3 separate regions of the Mus musculus genome follow, and regions 1 and 3 are each linked to region 2. A link is a contact called in public promoter capture Hi-C data. All regions are on one chromosome and are shown on one strand. The core of a region is the stretch at or near the end of the contact, and the rest is flanking DNA. Distances in the headings are between cores, read along the strand shown. Region 1 holds the start of Slc34a2 (solute carrier family 34 (sodium phosphate), member 2). Region 2 holds the start of Cckar (cholecystokinin A receptor). Region 3 overlaps Sel1l3 (sel-1 suppressor of lin-12-like 3 (C. elegans)).

Region 1 (3,468 bases), core at 769-3,268, 660 kb before region 2:
TCAGTAGCACAGATCACAAATGATTTCCCAAATCTAATGTTTTTATATGAGAAATCGAACATGTTCCACTCCGTTATCAGCATGAGTACATATTTTACAGGAAAAAAACCCACAAAAACAAAACAAAAAAAAAAACACAAAACACCCAAATCAATGATAGGATTTCAAGTGTTCTCATCCCACAGGTTTTAGGCCTGTAACAGTTACACAGAACTCCGTAGCATAGAGAAGATGGTCTGGACCTCAATTTCAGAATAATTAATGGCATGATCTACCTAATTCTACCCTACAGTGCTGCATTACGTAATCGGAGGTTAGCTAGCTAGGGTAATCTACGTTGGTGATAGTATTCCAGAAGTTTGTATGTAAACATAGGCTTATTAAATGAAGATATCGGGTATCAGAGATCAAATGAAAACATGGAAGTGTTCTTTATTAGACCACATTCTGATTAAAGGGAGGTGAGAATGAATGTAGACACACTTACACATTGCAGAGAAGTAAAGAACTGTAGTCAATCTAGAACCAAGAAGATAACACCCTGAGAGCTTTGGTTGACGTTCCCTTGTCTACTGGAACTTAAAGGAGCCTTCCCAAGGTTTTTGGCAGAGCTGATCTTCCCACATGGGCTCCATTTTGGGAAATGATTTTAAAGCAAGGGGCAAGGCAGTTACCTCCTCAGGGAAGCCTTTAGCCACTGTGAGGCAGGGTCACAGGATAGATGACCAGTGAGTGAAGGCCTCAGGGTTCCTGGGAACAGCGTAGGTGGAGAGTGCAGCCTGCCCTGCCCTGCCCTCCGCTGGCTACAGGCTGTGCTGAACTCCGTGGTGGTCACGTGGGGGTGGACTCCGTTTACTCCAGCCTGTGCTCTGAGAGGTGCTTGCTGAGAACTCCTTAGTTTGTCCTGTAGAGCAAACATTATTCCTCCACAGGGCCACCAGGCAGGCTAGCTTTCTTCCCTGTCTCCAACTGAGTCGTTTGTGCTTTGTGCTGCTGTAGACAGTATTGGCACCTGTGATAAGTCTCAGAACCTTCCTAGTCCTCCAACTCTGGAAGGACAGTGTTAAAATATTGAGTGCTGTGAACCAAGGACACACATTTTACACTGAGAAAAATGAGGAGGGGACGGCAAGGGGGGCGAGCAGGGAACTGAAGACAGGCAGCTAAGATCCTGAGAGCTTAGCCCAGGGCAGCGCACCTCCAAACATTAGTTATGGGTACTTGGAGTTTGAGGCAAAACTAGCTCTGTTTTAGCAGTTCCTGTGTGAGCCTGTGCCCTTACCCCGTGCCTTACTTAATCTTGGCTCCTGGGCCTCTGAGGCAAGGCTTTGAAGCTCTGATCTGAGGCTAAATCCACTGTTTCCATCTTGTTCAGTACTAGCCTGGGGGGAAGGGGGGGGCCTCCTGGGGCTGATCTCCAGGCCACCTTACAGTGGGTAGAGATGGGGATGGGGGGCGACTGACCCAGGGCACCCACACTGTAGAGAAAGCACCCCTTCTCCAGGCCCGCCACTCCCTAGCAGTCAGTCTTAAGTTCCATGCTGACCTTGTTCTAACTGCCCAAGCCAGACAGGTCTCCAGGCAGAGGCACCTGGAACAATCCTGGCTTTGTTGCGAAGAAGAAGAATCTTGTCCCTGAATTTACAATCTGTTGCTCAGTGTCTAACCTCTCCAGCCCTGGAGACGGAACGGCACAGAGACTCTGGGAGAACGAGGCAGAGGGCAGAGGCCCACAGCTGGTGGTCAGCATTCGCAGCAACTCCCGCGTGTGAGGGAGGCAGGCAGGGATTCGGGGCGCGCGGGGCGCCACCGGGGCGCAGGCGGTTCGGCCGTTCCTACTGCGGGCCTGGTCTGAGGTTTCTCCCCGCGATGGGCTCACTAAGCCGGCAGGTAGGCAGTGCCGTGGCGGCGGCAGCAGGCGGTCCTGGAATGTGCGAGGGGCGTGATGACAGCGACTGCCGCCGGCCTCTTTGCGCAACACCTTCGCTGTATATATACCGGGCGCTCAGCTGCGCTCCACCTGGGTGCCTCCTGCTGTCCCTTACCTGCGAAGGGAGCGCTGGTGAGTACACCGGTCGGCCGCTACCGCCGGCTGCTTCTGATCTCAAGGACCTACACTGAATTTTTAAGTGACTTCATTCTTGTAGACACCCCTAAGGGACTTGACTGGCTCTGGGCTGCAGAGGAGGATATGAGAGCACATCATCTTAAACTTTCAGATTTTTTTTAAAAGATGGTTGTGATTGCTGTCAGGACAACTCTTAGAACTAGTGTAGGTGGACATGCCTCACCTGCTAGCTGTGTCTGTGGCTTGGGGTGGGAGGATCTGCCGGGCTGGCCTCATGCTTGGTCTGGGTTACTACCCGTGTGACTCCCTGACGTGCAGTGGCCCTCTTCATGACACCTGGGTCTTTTCCTGCAAGTTCTAGGTTTGCTCTGGCTGCTGGAGGATGCAGACCCTTCTGGGGGGACTTGGCCAAAAGCTTTTGCCCTTCAGATGTCTTGAGCAGGATTTGATTTCTGGTTCTTAAGGCAGAGGGATATGCACAGGGTCGGAGGAGACAGTATGCTCAAGCCAGAGGAGGAGTGCCCGTTTTGGAGTTAAAGTTCCAGAGGGACAGGTGCCTGCCATAGGTACTGTGGGCATTTTCTTAAAACCCGTGGATCATCGGTCCTGTACTTTGGGGGCGGGGGGAGGTCCTTTCAGGAGAGTTTTGTGCTAGCAGGGTGGCTCTGTCATCTGTCTGCTTTCCTGTCTTGTAGACTGAAACTTGTTCTCAGTTAGGCATTTCTGGAAAACCTGAGCCTCCCCACAGTAAGCATTGTTTGGGACTAGGAGACCGTCTTATCCTATGCCAGCTGATAATGACCTTTTCTGTTTTACAAGCTTTTGTAAGCCGGGGCAAGAAGGGCAGGCTTTGTAATAGTTTTGGATGCTACACAAGTTACCTCCCTCCCTTACCCCTCCCCTACCCCTCCAGGGTACCACGACTCAGGCACAGAATAGCCTGAGTTTATGAAAAAGAAAACAACAAAACAAAACACCCCAAAACAGTATTTGAGGGATCTGATTTGGAGTATACTAGATTTCAATAAAGATTGTCGCATACATAGGTTTACAAATTTAGCTTTTAACTCCCCCAAACAGGGCAGAATAGTTACAGGTCAACTAACTGACAGCCTAAGGATTGAACTCAGAATCTTATGCTTCGTAGTGGCTGTTCTGAGCTACATAGCTAGCCTTTGGGTTTTTGAGATGGAGTGTTGTGTAGGTCCTATTAGTCCTTTTTTAAAAAGATATTTATTTATTATATGTAAGTACACCGTAGCTGTTTTCAGACACACCAGAAGAGGGTGTCCAATTTCATTACAGATGGTTATGAACCACCATGTGGTTGCTGGGATTTGAACTCGTGACCTTCAAGAAGGGTAGTCAGTGCTCTTAACTGCTGATCCATCTCTCCAGAC
Region 2 (3,239 bases), core at 411-2,910:
GACACACACACACAGACACACACACACACTTCCTAGCATGTGGAGGACTGGCGTGCTGTGAAGAAAACACCTGTGTGCTTGCACCCAGGCCCAGACAGCCAGATGCTTGGTATTTCAGAACCCAGCAGGGCCTCTCTGCTGTGACTGTCAAGGGGCTGACAAAGGGAGGGTGTGGGATAAGCCCCGTCAGTAGGCACCTGCAGGACTCACCCATGAAGTAGGTGGTAGTCTTGCACACGGCACTTCCGAAGATGAAATCCTTGAGCAGGTTGGGGATGAGGTTGAACGGCATGCAGAAGAGGCAAAGCATGAGGTCACTGACAGCCAGGGACAGCAGGAAGATGTTGGTGACAGTCCGCATCCTCTTGTTTCGAATCAGCACCGTGATAACCAGCGTGTTCCCCAGCACACTGAGAAGGAATATGAAGGAGTACAGGAGAATCTGCACTGCAGACTGCCATTCTGTATTGAAAAGGGAAGAGTTGGAGGGAGGGGGGGGGTTTAGAGGGCAGAATGATAAAAACCTTAGGCCCCCAGGGGAGAGGTTAGTTCCTGATGAAGTCCCCAAGGGTATGCATCACTGAGCCCAAGTATTCCTGAACTAGTTCTATCATACAGAAACAAGCCCAGGAAAGCACGGGGCAATCCGATTGCTTTTTAAAGGTTGGGATGTTAATGGGATCCGTCAGGAAAGCAGTTTTTCCAGAGGACAGTGCTTCTGAAGGCTCCTGGCTTTCTTTCCCTGAGGCTAAACATTTATTTGCTTTAATTACTCCTCCATGTTGGGTTTCCCCTAAGAAAAAGCAACCTCTGCCCTGTGACAGTGCCTTTTTTGTACTGCTTCTAAGTTCAGACGTCCACACTTAGCACCCCTTTCTTCCTGCGACTCTTCAGTGCTTTTATCACCTCCCCCCAAATCCTGCACGAGCCCCCAACTCTCCCACGCGAACAATAAAAATATTTGACTGTAGATTTCTTTTACTCTTTTATCCAAACTTCTGAACATAAAACTTTATTTATCTTTGTCTCACGGGGACTTTGCGCGCGTGTACACACACACACACACACACACACACACACACAAACACAAACACACACACACACCCTGCATGATATATGTATATTTCAATTAGCCTTGCTGTTGCTATATCTCCCTTACCTTGGTAGTTTTCTGAATTCTAACCATAGCCTCTGGCACCTACCTTTTGAAGGCTGAGGTTGATCCAGGCAGAAAAGCGTCTCATTTTCCAGCCCGAGTTCACAGGGGGGAGTGATGTTGCTCCCATTCATAAGAAGGCTGTCGACCACATCCATCCTGCCGCTTCCTACCAAGTGCTGGCGAGCTGGTGAATGGCTCACTCCTGTCTCTTTCCTCTAATGATCATAGAGTCTCCCAAATGCAACCTGCCGTGGAGGAGCAGGGAGGGGAGAGATCCAGGTGTGGGCTCTGCAGCCATTCCTAAAGGCAACTTGAGTTCAGCATTCTCAGACCATCTGGGCAAGCATTTGCACTCCTGTGGGGAGAAGGCAGCGGTGCAAGTCAAGCCTGCTCCACTCCACCTTCCAGGCCCACCCCTCCCACTCCTGGGCCAGTCTGAGGCCCTGAGCAGTGGCAGCCTGGCTGCATATTAACCCTTCCCAGAATGGGGACACATCTACACACATACACACAGAATGTGCACAGTGTGTGTGTGTCTGTGTGTGTGTGTGTGTGTGTGTGGAGAGAGAGAGAGAGAGAGAGAGAGAGAGAGAGAGAGAGAGAGAGAGAGAGAGAGAGAACTCCAATTATTACCTCTCTTCTCTGCCTGTCATTGTCCCAGACATATTCAGGGTGAAGCCTGAACTGTGTGAGACAGCATCAATTAACATGGTAACAGATCCGATAATGCAGACCATCAGGACTAAGGGACACAGAAGGACTGCATTCCTATCTCCTTATATAAAAGCAATTAGTGCCTTTTAGCTTTGGAGCCTTGCCCAGCTGTATATGGAGAGCTGCCGGTGGTTGTTAAGGTGTTACTAAGCGCAGTGCTATGGCTTGTGGTCTCTGCCCTTGTTAATCAGAATGGGGACTCTTCCGAATACAGATTCCTAGGTCCTTAGTACTATAGAAATCAGCAATATTTGTGTTCACTTGTTTATTTTGTTTGCTTGTCTTTGCTTTGTCCACTCAGCCCAGAACTGTTCGCTGAGAGTCAACCATTTGTTGAGCACTTTTCAAGCATTCCAGGAAATAATAAGACCACCCCAGAGGCTGTTCAGCGTGGAAAGATAGGAGGAAAGGATCTCCCTGGTAGGGGTCTGGGGTACTGGTGGCAAGACCTGAAATGCCTGTAAGAAAGCATCCAAGCAGGAGACACAACATGCTTTGCAGAGGTCCCAGCTGGTACGAAGGGCCGTAGGCAGTAATGAGCTTGGCCTATTTGAACAACAGAAGTAGGAATAAATTAGGGAATGTCAGGGGACAGGGGTGGGGGAGGTTAGTGTGAGAGACCTGTTTAGGGGCCTGGATTTTTTTTTTTTTTTAGAAAGTTACACACTATTTAAAAGTCCCTCGCTGTTCACTGTACAACTGGTCTCAGTTTGAATATCTGAGAAACAGGCAACACATTAGCATCTGTGTTTTTGACTGGTTTGTCCCACTGTCCTATGGCCTGACCAATTTGCTAGGTAACCCTGGCACCCCTTGTGCCCACCTGTCCCACTGACAGAACCAAGTGTTGACTTTTCCTGGCCCAAGAACGAACTGGCACTCTTCATACAGATGCTTAGGATGAGGGGCTGTGAGGACTGTGGTAAAATGTCTTTTCCTGTTTGGGGCAAGGAGTCATAGAAATCAGACGGGAGGGGCAGAAACCAGAGGAAAGGTGCGTAGGTATTAGCAAGACAAACCTTGGTATCACACGGATCAGGGATCAAATTCTGGCTTCACTGGGTACGTGTTGGAAAGTGCCATGCACAGTTTGTGACTTTACCAGTGCTCTTTCTTCATCAGGTGGCGATCAAAACGGCTTCATAGACTTTGTGACAGAGATAGGCTGGTCCACGAAGGTGCAGTAAATAGCAGAAGGCAGGATGCAAGGCTTTCACTGATAACGTTACCGGGGTATGATGGTTTTCAACATCAACTTGTCACACTTAGAATCACCTGTGTAGGGAGCCTCAACTGAGGAATTGACCTGATGGCTTTTCTGGATATGCGAAGATCCACTTCCAGTGTTGGCTGCATCTTCTGGTAG
Region 3 (3,570 bases), core at 553-3,052, 580 kb before region 2:
TTCTTACCTCACATATGTAACTTCAATATATTCATAAGAAAACAAAAACAGACTCAAAAGAGAAGGCTGTTCTATAAACTACCTAATCAGGTTTCTTCAGAAATTCAAGGACACTGTGGAAAACAGGTGAAATGCAAATGAAGGCTGGAGTTAGGTAATGTCACTGCCCTCTACTAATATCACCACTCAACAGGCGCTGTGCCTGTAAGAGATAAACATTAGAGAAGCTGGATACATGGTGCTGGGAAGTCTCTGGGTTCTTTGTATAAGATTTCTTTAAGTCTGAAATTTACAAAAGATGGGGTTCCAAAAAGGTCCCAGGGGATCAAGTCCCAGCACTGGAGTCTTGGCTCAGTGTATGTGCAAGTCGCTTCCTCCAGTGGTTATACTTCTAGGGTCTTGTGTTTCTATCCCATGAGTTAGTATTATGGAACATGGTAGAAATACTGTAGGCTTCCGGCAGAGACAGGGCCTTGGCTATTTTGCGTATGATCAGTTATTTGGCCTTGAGCAATTTATTACTTTGACATATGTCTGGGTGAAAAATAGTGTGAAAATTCCAGCCCTGAGGGATTGGTGTGAGACTGGCATAGGGGAACACAGCCAATGCGCTGTCAAAATTCGCCTCATAGAACTGTGGGAGGGGTGTGTGGCAAGGAGGATGGATGACATCCAGTCATGCTCCAGAAGCCACAGAACAAGCTGCTAGGTCCTGGGCCTTGAGAGACAGTCACTTGTGGGTCGCGTGAACGCGTGTAAGAGTCACTGATGCTTACCTGGGAGTCTCCATCCAGGGCTGCTTGGGCGTACATCTGCACAGACAGCTCCAGATCTTGGGACTGGTTTTGATGGCCATAGTAGTAAAGGTCTCCCATTTTCAGATACGCTGCAGAACACAACCATGTATCTATTTGTCAAATGGTTTTATTCCAGGGGTGTCTAATCTGTTTTTCATAGGCTGGGAGAGCATGTATGCTTATTTGGGGTGACATTGTGATATGACATTATCATCTAAGATTTCAGAATCTAGAACCATGCAGTCAAGTTACAAAAAAATTGCAAAAAAAAAAAAACAAAAACCATAATGATAGACTGGTGTGATGGTACACACCTTTGATTCCAGCACTTGGGAGGCAGAAGCAAGAAGATCTATGCGAGTCTGAGGCCAGCCTGGTCTACATAGTGAATTCCAAAATGGCCAAAATTACATAATGAGACACTGTCTCAAATAAACAAACCTACCAGCCCAAAAAGGTCATATAATTAAAAAAAATTGATTCTGACTTTGACTGTACTTTATACTATCTTGGGCCACATGTGGACACCCCTGTTTTAGACCAACATGTTAAATCACTGGCATTTCCTATTATAATGTATCTATACAGGCTTGTAAAACACTGTTTTAGCTTTAACTGTCAACCTCTAATTGTAAAATTGATACAACCTAAAGTTATCCGAAAGGGAAAATCTCAGCTAAGAAATTGCCTAGGCCATATTGGCCTGTGAGCATGTCTGTGAAGAACTGTATTGCTCAATAGTTGGTATGGGTGCTGATGTTGGAAGAGCATAGAGAGAATAGGAAATAGGAGATGATTCTGGGATCAGCATTTAGGAAGCAAATGCCATCCTTGGGGTGCAAGAGGATGGGATCAGAAGATGGCTGTGATACTGCCAGGGCTTCTTAGTCCTCTGTGAGCTGAGACCAGAGATGACAGAGTTGCATGGTAGAAGCTAAAACACTTAAGGGCTACTGCCAAAAGCTAAGGACAAAGAGAAAGAAGGAGGTGAGCCTGGGATTCTCCCCTCCCCCCATGATGCAATCTTCCAATAGTGCCTCTAATTGGTAGACATTCACTAGAATGCCTTGGGCAATGGAGTCTGGGCACAGTAGTTCCTGGAAGCTGCCCTCTACCCAGGGTCCAGGAGCCCCTCTGTGGGTACAAAGATGAAGGACCAGCTCAGGGAATTGCATCGTAACAGCAGATGTCTTGGTTTGGAAGAAGTTGTTGGTTTGCAGGAAGTGCACAGCAGGAGTTTGACAGCAGTTTAGCCATGACCTTAATAGCAGACATTTTTCACTTTCTTCCCTAATTGTTTAGAAATATCACACTCCATATCAAACTGTTAGATGGTCCCTGTTACTAAGACCCCCCCCCCAACACTCCAGTTTAGCACCTGTTTTTCTATACATACCAAATGAAGGAGCATCGATTTGAAAAACAGAGAAATTATAGTATCGCCAAACACAATTAACGCCCAAGTATCTCCCAGCCAGGTCCTAGGAGGGAAAGGGGAGAGAAAGTTAATTCACTAATATTTCGGCCCAGTGACTAATTTTGCCCCTGTAAAACTCAATTCATTATCTCTAACCTCGTAGCTTCTACTGAGAGAAGAATAGAATACATTACTTACTGGCCTCTCCTCGCAGATGTGTGCTAAATTTGTCTGTGACACTTCAATTCCAGTTTCTGCTGCTAAAACATAATACAGCAAAGCTTCGTGCCTAAAAATAGATGCTTAATAATAAATTTCATATAGTGGCTCTTATTAATACTCAAAGAGCTTTATATTCAAACATAAGAGGGCACAAAATAAGCAGTTTTTTAAAACCACAAAATCATGAGGTTCCCCCCCCCCTTTAAATAAATACTGTTGTTAAAAATACTGCCTGCACGGATTTATTTTCTCTTAAAAGCTGAAGGGACAGATAAGGCCGGGAGCTGCTTGATACAACAGCTACCTCTACTGGTTGAAAGGCATGAGGCCATGCCGGCTGGGGACTCTACAGGTCCTAGGTTCCTGAAGCCTTCCTTCGTCGGTTAGGATGAGTGGTATTTAGAAAAATCCCAGAGCTTTACAGCCCTCTATTTCATGAAAGGCTTTCTAGGGCTTAGGGTTCTGAACAAGCTTAATTAAGCTGGGCTTTTGTTGTGCATTACAAGTTTGACAAAAGCAGGGTGGTTTACAAGTGCTGGATAGTAGTCAAAGTACACAAGAAAATAAGCACTGAACACAGCGAATCACTGTCTAGGATTTCTGCATGGAGTTGTGACAAGGCCTGGGGCGGTAGATCCTACACCCTACATCAGTGGTCCTAAATCGAGTGAGAGAGGGAGGCCATGAACTCAATGGCTCTGGAGGATGAGGTAGTCATGGCAACCTAAAGAGCATCAGTAATATGTGTACCACACAGTCCTATACATCTCGCCTGTGGGGTTTATTCTAGAGGGAAAAAAGCAGAGCTATGTACAAGAAGTCCACAGTCAAGGAGTCCATGGGAGGGCTGCTCATGTGAACCACGAGAAAGAAAACAGGAAAGCGACATCTGACAACTAGTGAGTGGTACAGGTACCCCATGTGTAGCTGTTTCCAGATGTCACCATTCAGAATAATGTCACAAGACAGGGACTGGTATATGCCCATAATCCCAGCACATGCAAGGCTGGGGTGTGGGGGGATTCAGAGTTCAAGGTCATTCCTGGATAACTAGTGTATTGAAAACTAGTCTGGGCTATATAAGACCTTGCCTTACAAAACAAACAGAAATGGGGTCTGAGCTTGAAGCTCAAT

The links. Promoter capture Hi-C pulls out the DNA fragments that hold promoters and counts their contacts. Capture Hi-C pulls out chosen DNA fragments and counts their contacts.
Region 1: a promoter capture Hi-C map of adipose tissue shows a contact between it and region 2, with 2.8 times the contacts expected there. The contact joins the promoter of Slc34a2 here to the promoter of Cckar in region 2. A contact is called at or near these places in 4 of 39 promoter capture datasets (the 3T3-L1 cell line, the C10 cell line, neutrophils and 1 more), 1 of 115 datasets of contacts at active chromatin or transcription factors (embryonic stem cells) and 3 of 9 other capture datasets (adipose tissue, liver and macrophages).
Region 3: a contact with region 2 is called in a promoter capture Hi-C map of the C10 cell line, with 2.8 times the contacts expected there. The contact joins the enhancer-like site here to the promoter of Cckar in region 2. A contact is called at or near these places in 3 of 39 promoter capture datasets (the 3T3-L1 cell line, the C10 cell line and pre-B cells), 1 of 484 Hi-C or Micro-C datasets (embryonic stem cells) and 2 of 9 other capture datasets (adipose tissue and liver).

Annotation. Positions count from the first base shown.
Region 1 is chr5:53,047,335-53,050,802 of GRCm38.p6, forward strand. Slc34a2 (solute carrier family 34 (sodium phosphate), member 2) reads left to right here and starts at 2,019. Exons shown (of 13, transcript NM_011402.3): 1 at 2,019-2,062. It overlaps Gm17182 (predicted gene 17182), which reads right to left and starts at 2,021. Exons shown (of 2, transcript NR_166509.1): 1 at 1,547-2,021; 2 at 408-904.
Region 2 is chr5:53,706,044-53,709,282 of GRCm38.p6, forward strand. It overlaps Cckar (cholecystokinin A receptor), which reads right to left and starts at 1,661. Exons shown (of 5, transcript NM_009827.2): 1 at 1,203-1,661; 2 at 211-462. The coding sequence starts at 1,314.
Region 3 is chr5:53,120,974-53,124,543 of GRCm38.p6, forward strand. Sel1l3 (sel-1 suppressor of lin-12-like 3 (C. elegans)) reads right to left here. Exons shown (of 24, transcript NM_172710.3): 18 at 2,413-2,503; 19 at 2,194-2,278; 20 at 777-886. Among named protein-coding and RNA genes, the nearest start is that of Gm17182, 73 kb to the left of the region's middle. Within about 2 kb of position 1,803, at least 10 of the 459 cell types and tissues checked have an H3K27ac peak or open chromatin away from gene starts, as enhancers often do.